Regions from separate parts of the Danio rerio genome. Here region 1 is linked to region 2. The links are chromatin contacts, called in public HiChIP or PLAC-seq maps. All regions are on one chromosome and are shown on one strand. The core of a region is the stretch at or near the end of the contact, and the rest is flanking DNA. Distances in the headings are between cores, read along the strand shown. Region 1 holds the start of raph1b (Ras association (RalGDS/AF-6) and pleckstrin homology domains 1b). Region 2 holds the start of nalf1a (NALCN channel auxiliary factor 1a).

What was found. HiChIP or PLAC-seq counts read pairs in DNA pulled down with a chosen protein or histone mark.
Region 1: an H3K4me3 HiChIP or PLAC-seq map of gastrula embryo shows a contact between it and region 2, with 4 times the contacts expected there. The contact joins the promoter of raph1b here to the promoter of nalf1a in region 2. A contact is called at or near these places in 2 of 4 datasets of contacts at active chromatin or transcription factors (embryo and gastrula embryo).

The regions. Positions count from the first base shown.
Region 1 is chr1:33,250,569-33,256,595 of GRCz12tu, reverse strand. raph1b (Ras association (RalGDS/AF-6) and pleckstrin homology domains 1b) reads right to left here and starts at 4,126. Exons shown (of 15, transcript NM_001365589.1): 1 at 3,892-4,126.
Region 2 is chr1:32,880,008-32,886,073 of GRCz12tu, reverse strand. nalf1a (NALCN channel auxiliary factor 1a) reads right to left here and starts at 4,816. Exons shown (of 3, transcript XM_001921192.7): 1 at 3,643-4,816. The coding sequence starts at 4,329.

The DNA.
Region 1 (6,027 bases), core at 2,877-5,376, 370 kb before region 2:
CTTTGTTTCTTTTTCAGTTATGCCTTGGGTAAATCAGAGGGAGTTGAGTGTTGGTCAGGTAAGCCAGGCGAGAGAAAGGTGCACCTGATGACTGGTGCCAAGCATTTTTACCAGAAGCAGGGCATTTGCTGGCCTCCAGGTGCTCCACTGCAGCTCCTTACAGCTGCTGAGGGCCTATCTGGTTTCACTTTCTCTGGTGACTGTGTTTCACAGAGGGTTACCATTCTCTTTGAAGGTCTGCCCCCTTCTCAGAGGGGGAGCTTTGGTAAAATAACACCAAGTAACATCTGAGTCTTTTGTGTGGCCCCAGCTCTTGAGAAAAAGAAAATTGTGCTGACATGGGAACTAACTCAAAGTATCCATTTGCTAATGGCCTGTGGTACGGTATAGTACGGTTTGGTACACTTTTATGGCCGTTTCCACTGTCAAAAGGCATACTGAACCGAACCGTACTGTACCACTTTTTCTGCACCCTTTCGAAATGGTACCAAACACAAGAAAGGGTACCAAAAGGCAGAGCTACACGCGCAACTGAACGCTATTGGTTTACAGAGATACGTCATTCGCTTACGGAACAAGTCAGAATGAAAAATAAATAAATAAAACACAGCGAGAGATTACAGCGAAATTATATATACATATAATAAGGAGCCATGGTTGACCCAGGCTCAAACAAACCTTGTCGTTGTCTTGATGAACAGCCACAAAGCCATGGAGTAGAGCAGAACCCTGTGCCTCGTAGTTTTTTACAAGCCTCTCTGAAGCGAGACTGTTTTGGCTATCTTGCTTGCACTCGTTGCGCGTCTATATCTGAAATAACAAACTTCTTGAGCTGATGATAATAACGTGCGCTTCATTAATGATGTTTTGAAACCCGATCCTGTAAGACACTAACAAACGCAAGAGTGAAGCGCGGTAAAATGAGAAGTCGGGGGAAACGGAGGACATTATTTCTTCAGCAAACGTGAACAAACTGCCTTGTTTTAATTTTTGTCTTAACCTTTTGGACTTATATGAACTGGGAATGATGGAATGACTCTCTAACAGAGGCTACATGTGCTGCTGAAGATTACACGCACAGATGAGAGGTTTTCACTGACTGTAGGCTATATTTTGTGTTGTTTTGAACCTAAATAAGAACGAAATGTATGATGTGTGTAGTTTTTCTGTAACATATTGGAGACTGTAAGTATCTGTATGTGTTCATATATGATCATTTATTTATTTAATATAATTGCAGACCTTAAAACTTTCTGTCATACACCATGCCCACCAAAAAGGTACCTTTGGTAATGGAACCACAAGCCTGATAAAGGTGACCCGTACCGACCCGAACCGTACCATACTTTATACTGTACCAGTCAGTGGAAACGAGCCATTAACGTTATACTTCTTGTGAGGCTAAAACGAAATCTCAAATAAACAAATCCAGCTAAAATCCACAAACCAGAAATCAAATCAATGAATCAACAGATGTAGTCAGCGCCTCAAGATGAACTTAATGTATAGAACATTTCCTCTTGCATAGCTAGATTATCTTCCCTTAACATGTGATTAGCTGTAAACTCATTTCACAGAGAATGATCTTTGCCTCACTGAGATGTATAAGCAACAGCTGTTTTTCTCATGCACACTGCTGTGTCCACTCTCATGCCCAGAGGACCCCGCATTTCTTTCTATACCTGGCAGTGTACAAGGAAGAGAGGAAAACGGTTAAATCATTGACGGAGTGCTCATTTTCTTGAGGTCAGCAATTTACTGACTACATCCCACTACTTTCCACCCTTTAGCTAGTAGATGACAACCTCTAACTGAAAACAACTAGAGCAGATAAAAGAGCACACGCTGTGAAAAAATGGGATAAGTGGCACTAGAAACTACAATAGAAATAAAGTTCCTGCGATTCAACCTTTCAGCAGAAATACTTCAAATCAAGGAAATTTTGATAAACAGAAACACTACAAAGTTAAACACTTTGTAGTAATTTTTCCACCATGGGGTAGCTGCTCTATACACCAAATACACTTGGAGCTTACAGGGTTTATCTTTTTGTCATTTATACACAGTTGTGAATAGGCATGGGCCGGTACAATATTCTGACAGCATAATAACCTTGGGTAAAAAAATCACTATATTGTGATAACTGCTCTAAAATACTTATTTTAAATGTCTGGGTAAAAACAAGAACCTTTCCCCCTTTGAACACAATATATTTTATTTTGATAAACATTCAAAATATTGTGTAACAGTAAACATGTGAGGCTAAATAATTGAAATGAATTATTGACTTGTGTCTTCAGTTAGTTTCAAAAACACAAATTTCATTACAATTTAAAATGGCATCTTTGGATTTATTTTCAGCTGGAGATACTGTTGTCCTAAAAAACTATAAAACATAAAAGCGTACATAAACAAATCTAACATGTAGATTCGGAATGGTATAGCAGAAAATTTGTGATTTTAAAACCTTAACTTTTACAAACCACGGTATACCTTGTAAATGGTTATCATCCCATGCTAGTTATTGTCTGGTTTAAATTAGATCTTTGAGTAGGGACAGTGATAGCTGATAACTTTATTCTTGTGAAATAAAATTTAATAAATTTACAATTTGGTAAAAACATTACAGACAAACTGATCTCTTTACAGATTATACAAACATATCTTATAACTTTCAAGCTCATCTTCATAAGCAATGGAAGACTATTAAAGTAAGTTGTGTCAGAGAAAAGAAACATTTTGAAAGTGTGATAATAATAAATTACACGTAATATTGTAATTTCTACTTGACTGTCGTCCCTTACTTCACCACAAATTCTGTGACTAGAGTATTCCATTTTTACACCCACTTTAACCTTAATGAACACAACGTAGTGCCTACAAAACAGCCATTCGTAAACACGAGGGAAGAACACCATTGAAAGTGGTATTGGTTGGCATTTGGAGAAGGACGCGTGACAATAACATTTATGACCGGAGAGACTAGCAGGACAATGAACAGACTGGACAGCATGGCCTAGAGCGCACGCGACATGCAAATAAAAAAAACGATCAAACATGCAGGAAATCTTTATACAGCCTGCACTTCCTCCGCAGTCACATCAACAAACTGATGTTTTTAATTTATGAACCCTTTATGATTAGCCTATCAGTTGGTTAATTATCCAGAATGCTAGCCTTTGGGCTCGGATGGGTGGAGACCACCAAGCTGACAACTGTCTCAAATAATATTTATTTTAAGGAGCAGAGATGGGAACATAAAGATGTGGGAAAACAACAACAACTCTCTTCACAAACGTGGCTTGACGAGGGGATGAAATGTATGGGCGTTATGTTTTGAACACACCCAGAATCAAGCCAACATACAACAGCGCTGCGTGAACACGTGACGACTTTCTCCGGTGTTGTTGGGGAGTAAAATGTAGCAGGGTAATATTTATTAAAACGATACACCGATCACTTATTCATCCGCTTGTGACATTCAAGTCAAATAAGCTCGGCATCACACCCAGAAATAACGTTACGTCAACATGGTTGTTCTTTGACTGGAAACGAAGCCAAATGTTGCCAACCAAACTCAGGGAATTCATTCACTGATGATGGAGAGCTATATTTGTGCACGTGGTAGATATTGTCCCATTGTCAAATGACAAAGATGAATTTGACCCCTTTCTTTAACACCCTCCATGCCTTTTTGTCCAGCCAATTTTCTCATAAGGACAAACAATAACAGCAGACAGTATAACTGAGTTACTTTCCTTAGAGTGGGATCTTAGCAATCACAAGCCTGTCCTGACGTAAATCTACTTTAACAAAACCCCGCACAAGTTGGAGCATATGTAAGAGTAACGTATCAAACATAAGAAAGATGAGTTAATAGAAGGCACTTACCCTGACGACGAGATCTTCAATGTAACAAAACAGCCGACAAATATTTTGTAAGAGTAATAAATGTAAATATCCAACGTTCCTGATGGTGAATAGTATCGTTTTTTTTACTACAAAAGTAAAATATTCATGCACCCGATCCAGTTTATTTAGTCTCCTTTTAACACATTTCGTTTTCCTCTCCCATTCTCTCTCCCGGAGAACGGAGATTGCTGAGCGTTCCTCGCGTCCCGTTTCCTGTCCTGCCCAGATTCAGCGCTCGACCAATCAGTCCATCAAAAGGAGGTGCGTGGATCTTTCCTCGCTCCACACGAGCGCACCAGCAGGCCGCTACTGGTGCAAGAAGACAACGGGCAGCACATGTCCACATATTATTACGGGGCTGGAATCTCTTATTTTATTGCTGCTCTAACCACTGACTGTAAAAAAAAGCCCTGACCCGTTTTGAATAAGTTTTCTGATTTATATGTTATTTTTAGTGACGAATGGTAGATTTTTTTCCACGTAAAACAATATGGGTTTCAAGCAAGTTCTTAACAAAGCATGGCTATGAGAAAGTGTAGTAAGGTCTCCCCCTGTCGGAAGAAGACACAAACCTTTTTACCAGTTTTATTATTATTATTATTATTATTATTATTATTATTATTATTATTATTATTATTATTTAAACAACATGAAACTATAACAAACAATATAGTGCCAGGGTGATAGAAGGTACATAATAAAAATACAACAATAAACATTAATTAAGAAACAAAACAAGCAAGTGTGTAAACAATTAAACAAAATTCATACAATTATAGACAAGCAGGACCTTTACAAAAATGTTGAAAAAAGAACACGAATGGACCGTTTTAAAGGCATTCCTATCAGTCTACAAGTCTTTCATTGGTTCAAGGAAACTTATTGACTTTGATGTAATGTATGCTTGCGATTCCGGTTATCATCAGTGCATGGTGAGTACACATCTTCTGTTGTGTACATTGTTAAATTTCAGTGCACTATACCCCACGAGCTAAGTATTATGATATTGTGAAATATATTTAATTAAAGTACTTTAAGGAGATATTAAGTTTTAAAGCCTTTAAAAAAATGTTTTCTGTGTTAGGGTTGGCGTTTTCCAGGTTGATTGTACAGTTTGTGGTCTTATTCACTTAGATTAAGAGTTTAGAACAACACAGTCCTTTACTTGAAGTTTATTGATATCAAAGATAACAAAATATATTTTTTTATTTGTGGCATGTTCTTTAATTTACATACTTTGGTAATATTAATGCTAAATATGTACAATATAAAACTTGATTCTTAACCCCTACTGACCCTTCTGATATATATATATATATATATATATATATATATATATATATATATATATATATATATATATATATATATATATATATATATATATATATATAAATTTTATTTTCAGCTTAGTCCCATTATTAATCAGAGGCAACCACAGCGGAATGAACCGACAACTTATCCAACACTTGTTTTATGCAGCAGATGCCCTTCCAGCTGCAACCCATCTTTGGGAATACATACAGACTCATTCACACTCATACACTAAGGACATTTTAGCCTATCCAATTCACCTGTACCGCATGACTTTGGACTGTGGGGGAAACCGAAGCACCCGGAGGAACGCAATATATACTGTTGAAGTCAGAATTATTAGCCCCCCTTTGATTTATTTTTCTATTTTAAATATTTCCCAAATTATGTATAAGCAAGGAAATTTTCACCATATCATTCATTCATTCATTCATTCATTCATTTTCTTTTTGGCTTAGTCCCTTTATTAATCTGGGTTCGCCAGCGGAATGAACCACCAACTTATCCAGCACGTTTTTACGCAGCGGATGCCCTTTCAGCTGCAAACCATTTCTGGGAAACATCCACACACTCATTCACACACACACTCATTCACACACACACATATACACTACGGACAATTTAGCTTATAATTCATCTGTACCGCATGTCTTTGGACAGTGGGGAAACCGGAGCACCCGGAGGAAACCCACGCGAACGCAAGGAGAACATGCAAACTTCACTCCGAACCACCAACTGACCCAGTTGAGGCTCGACCCAGCGACCTTCTTGCTGTGAGGCGACAGCACTACCTAATGCGCC
Region 2 (6,066 bases), core at 3,567-6,066:
ATATATATATATATATATATATATATATATATATATATATATATATATATATATATATATATATATATATATATATATATATATATATATAAACATACATGTCTGGAAAAGTGATTATTGGACACAATAATGGTGACTGACGAGTAAAGCAGAAATAATCTCTATTCTCGTCAAGGTGAAAAGTAGTAAGTTGTAATGTTATGATGGAGCTTAACGGTGAATTTAGCACTGAAGATTTGAGGCAGGAATTGATTTGAACTGCATAACAGCTTTGCACACACCTGGCAACCCAGGCTGGGCTTGGGAGTTGCGCGTGTAACTTGGTTTAACTTGGTTGTCATTTTTGTACTGGAGTTTAGCTACTGCCATATCCAACAGTGGTTACAACTGCAGACACACACATTAACCATGCTTCATATTTATGCGATAAAATAGCACTTCATGTGAAGTATCATGTGAAGTATTCCTATTTCAGTCGCATTATTGAAGTGCAAAGTAAAGAGCTTAATCAAACTATCACCGTCATGTAGGTCTTTTAGTCACAGAACACGTTTATACTATTGGTGTGTGGTATCAAATTACATAAAAACAACTCTCTCCTTTCAGTCCTTACTTTATATCTGCATTCAGTAGCTCAGAGTTTGTGATGGGGGCGTGATCAAAAATCTTGCTGTATGAAAGTAAAACTGCTATTAAAATTTAAAATGAAATACAAAATTACATGAATTTTAAGTTCAATTTGAGGAAAGGAGTTTGATTCCTTATGTCAAATTGTTCCAGGGAGAAGCCAGTCAGTAGAATTTATAGCTAAATATTTAGCAGTGTTTGCATGTCCTTTACAGCATAGAATTCATAAAAATAGAAAAAATATAATAAATACCATCTATTACAAGCACCTAAATTGTTTTGCAGTATAGGATTTTTTTTCAGTTAAATAAAAATAAATTTTCCATTCATATATTAGCACATATTTTGTTACCCCTTTTGTTTTGTTTTTTCTATTTTAAATATATACTGTATATAGTATAACTGTATATATATAAATATATACAGTTGAAGTCAGAAATATTAGCCCCTTTTGTTTTGTTTTTTCTATTTTAAATATTTCCCAAATTATGTTTAACAAAGAAAATTTCACAGTATGTCTGATAATATTTTTTCTTCTGGAGGAAGTCTTGTTTGTTTTATTTCGGCTAGAACAAAAGCAAAAGCCCCTTTAAGCTAATTTTTTTTTTTTTTTTTTTGGATAGTCTACAAACCATCATTATACAATAATTTGCCTAATTACCCTAACCTGCCTAGTTCACCTTTTTAACCTAGTTAAGCCTTTAAATGTCACTTTAGGCTGTCTAGAAGTGTCTAGAAAAATATCAAGTAAAATATTATTTACTGTCATCATGGCAAAGATAAAATAAATCAGTTATTAGAAATAGATTTTTAAAACTAGTATGCTTAGAAATGAGTTAAAACAATTTTCCCTCCATTAAACAGAAATTAGAGAAACACACACACACACACACACGTGTGTGTGTGTGTGTGTGTGTGTGTGTGTGTGTGTGTGTGTGTGTGTGTGTGTGTGTGTGTGTGTGTGTGTGTGTGTGTGTGTGTGTGTGTGTGTGTGTGTGGTATTTTTGAATAGAAGACTCCTAGAATAGCAGTTTATTTCTCTAATTACAACCACCTGCCTTTGTTCAATTGGTTGCTACCTATATGTGTTGTATTTTCAAAGAAACAAAACCTTTAGCGCATTTACACAATAGGCTACAAATTCAAACACAGACAAAAGCAACAGTGTTTCCCACACTCCAATGCAGTGATTGGAAGATGCCGAATTAAATCAGCCTGAAGGCTGATCTAGCTGTCAGAGACAACATGTCACAGTGATTACCCTTCCCCTCATTCTCTATCTCTCTGTCTTTCTTTCTGTCTCTATTTCTCGCTGCTTAATCACAGCTGGGACTGGCTTTCCCTTGCAGCTGCTTGCTAGAGGCTCTGACTGACTCTTGCTCCTTCTCTCTACATTATGGTCTTCATTCACACTTACTATTAGTTTATCAAGCCGCAATACCATGATTTGACAGTTAAGTTAATGCAGGAAAAAGTCTGTTTTCTAAGGGTGAGAAACAGGACAGTCAAAAAAAAATTGCTAAATGCTCTGTAATGACACAGTATGTGCAGCAGAACATGCACAGCGCATTCCTGCGAAAGAAAGAAAGAAAGAAAGAAAGAAAGAAAGAAAGAAAGAAAGAAAGAAAGAAAGAAAGAAAGAAAGAAAGAAAGAAAGAAAGAAAGAAAGAAAGAAAGAAAGAAAGAAAGAAAGAAAGAAAGAAAGAAAGAAATGGTGTTTTCATGTTTAGTGGCCAAATTTTTTATTCTCAAGCAACGTTGCATTTAAATGTTTTATAAATGTATTATAGAACATACTTCATACTTCTTTTTATAGATTATTTCCTTATGAGAAGTAGCTGATCATGTGGTAGCATAAGTCAATTGTAGCCTACAAATTTGTGATAACTTATCAACAAGTTGAAAGACAATCTCACTGAGATGACTCAAACGCTTTTGACAGGTACAATCGTAGAAGCAAACATCCATTTTCATGATTATCATTGGTGTAATGATCTAGAGAAAACTGCATGCCCCTGCCTGCATCAAAAAACATGTACCCTTCAACTTAACCTTAGCATGTTTCAGCACCACGGACAGCGAAGAGCCAAGCAGCAAAGACGGACTCTATGCGGGCGCGTCGGTGGTGGTGCTGTGAGAAAGCCTTTGTGAGGAGTCCTTTGCCAGCTGAACCAGTGAACAAACAAATCAAGCCACCCACTTAATCAGCAGCTTATCTATGTCTCTTTCATTTAAAAGACAACTTACAAGCTCTCGGTAAATGTTTGACCATTAATTATACACAGCAACACAAACGTAAAAAGTAAGGCAAGATCGCTTCCTTATCAGCACTCAGGAGCTATACACAGTGTCGTTTTTTTTCGTCGCCCATGAGTAATCCATTAAAGATGACAGCAGGAGCTCGAAAATTAACCTTAATGTCAAGTTTATGGCAGTTAAGAGGGCACCCTGTTGCAGCGAGCGCAGAGTGCTGTGCAAACACGACAAATGAGCGAGGGAAAAGACTCTTGTGACAGATTAGCTGAGAAAGCACTAGTGCCCTATTAGCGTTATTGAAATGTAGTCTGCTCAGTGTGGTGGACGACGTGAATGAACACCTGGCGGAGCAGCTCTATTCAGTTCCGAGAGACGCCACACGGGCACCTGCGTGCTATAGAATGACGCACGCACGCTGAAAGATTGGCTTTGCAGCTTTTGTCCATTGACACAGTAACCTTGAATCAGCAGAAACATTCATTTGCCTCCGTAAAATTAGACCAGAACAATGCGTGTTGTTCACGCTCCCCATCATTGAATATAAAAATAAGATAGCAAGCAAAAGAAAAGTTTCCAACGAATGAGATGAGAGCAAAGTTGGCATCAACAAGCGAAGCGAATTGCACTTTTAACCCCCTAAAACATCATCATCATCATGATCATCATCACCACGTTACTGTCAGCAGTTACCATGACGACTGAGAACGAAGAACCAACTCTGCTGTACAAAAGCGAGAGATCCAGATCATAAATTCCTACCTTGCATTCTTCCATGCAGGTCCTCACTGAGTACACATCCGTCTCGTATTTGTCTGTCATCATCTCAAATTCCTCATATTTCTCCTGTGCGTGCAGGTCGTAACGCTGGTATGCTTGAACACACAGACTGCATCTGTTTTGATCACCGTCCATGACCGCGTCGAGGCTGCAGTTCAAATTGTCCGGACTTAATGATCCATAAAGCAAATCCATAAGGGAGTACGAATTACAAAAGGAAAGGTACAAATCGCTCATGTTCACCCACCGCGTCCCCTCCGTTTCCGAAAGGCCCCTGCACAAGTGGTCGGCGTCGACAAAAGTGAAGCAGTTTTCAGACAAACTATCCGTGTGGCAAGTTTCAAGTTGCCACAAAGGTTTGGTAGAATTGACTACAAAAATAGCATCTTCGTTTCTTCTGAGGCTGCTGTGTGTTGGAGGGAGGTCGGGTCTGTGGTTTGCGCTCATGTCCTCTGATGCTAACTTGTCTCGGGTCCTTGTCATTTTGGCCTCGGCGCAGAACCACAGATGATCAGAAAGCAGAACGGTTAGAAATAAGAGGGACGCTAAGGACAGTCGCCATCGCTGGGCCCTCTCGGAGTCGGTGAATGGCTTCTCGTTCTCGCGGGGAGCACACCAATTTTTTAAGCCGTTATCTCGCTGCCGACACTTTCGAGCACCGCTGGTCATATTTTAGGAAAGCGCAGCGCTGGCTGACTCCACCGTGAGGGCTTTTCTGCCACAATAGTCATTGACGGGAGGTCTGCCTTGAGTTTTGCCTACTAAACGATGGCTAACGAGCGTTCGTTGCTCACCTCCGCGATTAACTGCAATTTCCGATCAGTCGCTGTGTTCAGGGGGATTATTGGTTTCATTGTCGTATCCCCTCTTTCCGTCCTCCTCCGGAGAAAAACCCAGCTATCTGTAGCAACATGTCTCTCCCTGCTCGTCTGTCATGGGTTCCGCTCTTACCGTTTGCGCAGAGCCGCTACAACACGGAAAAGCCACTGTCTGGCCGCTCGCTCTGATTCTGGAGAAAAGCGCAAGGACTCCTCGTTTCACCACGCCGAATTTCGCCTCCTCGGTCCGACAAGGTGGGATCTTTCCTCGCCAAAGGATCCAAAGTCATTTTGCCAGATGTTAAGTTGCCGCCATGTTCGTTTTGAAAGAGTTCTTCAAAGAGTGCAGGGTCATTTGCGTCAGCTCATGCAGTGAGGTCGATTCATCATAGCAAACCGGCGAATAAGCAAACTGTTCATATAGGCTGCGCATCATGGAAAGATATAACATGGTTGGCATCTAAGAACAGATGTCTGCTTTATCATTGTTTTAGATTCTTTGACTCAGATTTGCTGTATTTACATCAACAGGTAGAATAGCTGCAAAATGGCTTACAGACTGTCAAACAGTGCTATTAAGGTATAGTTTACCTAGAAAAAGCATTCTGTCATCCTTCACTCGCACCCAAACCTGTTTGACTTTCTTTCTCTCTGTGAATCTACTTAGAAAAACATAAATCATCAATAGGCAGTGAAGGTCGGCAGAGTAAAATGTTGATTGACTCATTCATTCGTTCATTGTCTAAGCATATATTTGATTAATATGATTAATTTGATTAATATACATCATAAAAGTGTATACTATATTTAACTCAATTTAATTGCACAGCAAAAAAAAAACTATAAACACATTTTTTACTTGGTGATTAGCATTTTAAATTTTTTTGGTTTGTTTATGTTTGTCTTCCATTGCACAGCAATATGGTATGTGTGAACCTGTCACATTTGCACAAATTGACAAACATACACTCACACACCATATAGTGACATGAAGCTGACAATTGAGAGCTGTCTAATCAACAACATATGTGTTTGGGATTGCAAAATGCATTTTCTTTACATCTCTTCTATTCTCTAATCTGCAACATGAGGTTTGATGAAAACAGAAGGCAAACACAAAAGCGTCACATGAAATGCATATTAATCAGAAATCTCAAAGAGTACAAAATAAGGTAAAGCACAGAAAGAAAACACTTGACATTTAAACATATCTTATGAACATAGTGGTTTTGTTTATTTGACTCCACTATTATTTGTTATTTCTAGTCATTAACTGTTATTAGCCAAGCTACAATTAAGACGTGCATTCACTTTAGAGTAGCAATTACTGATATTACCCTTACCCTCCTCCCAGCAGTATTTATCAGCTACAGGCGCATGCTGGCTACTGTCACTTGTCGCAACAGCCTTTTATTTGCAAATGCAAATAGTTTGTATTAGATAAAACAATAGTTATCTTAACTACTCTTTATAACAAATAGTTTAGCTTTAATTTAAAGGACATTGAAAATTATTAGCAAAATCGCCTCAAAGCAAGAAGGTCGTAGTGTATGTGTGTGAATACAAGAGTGTATGGGTGTTTTCCAGT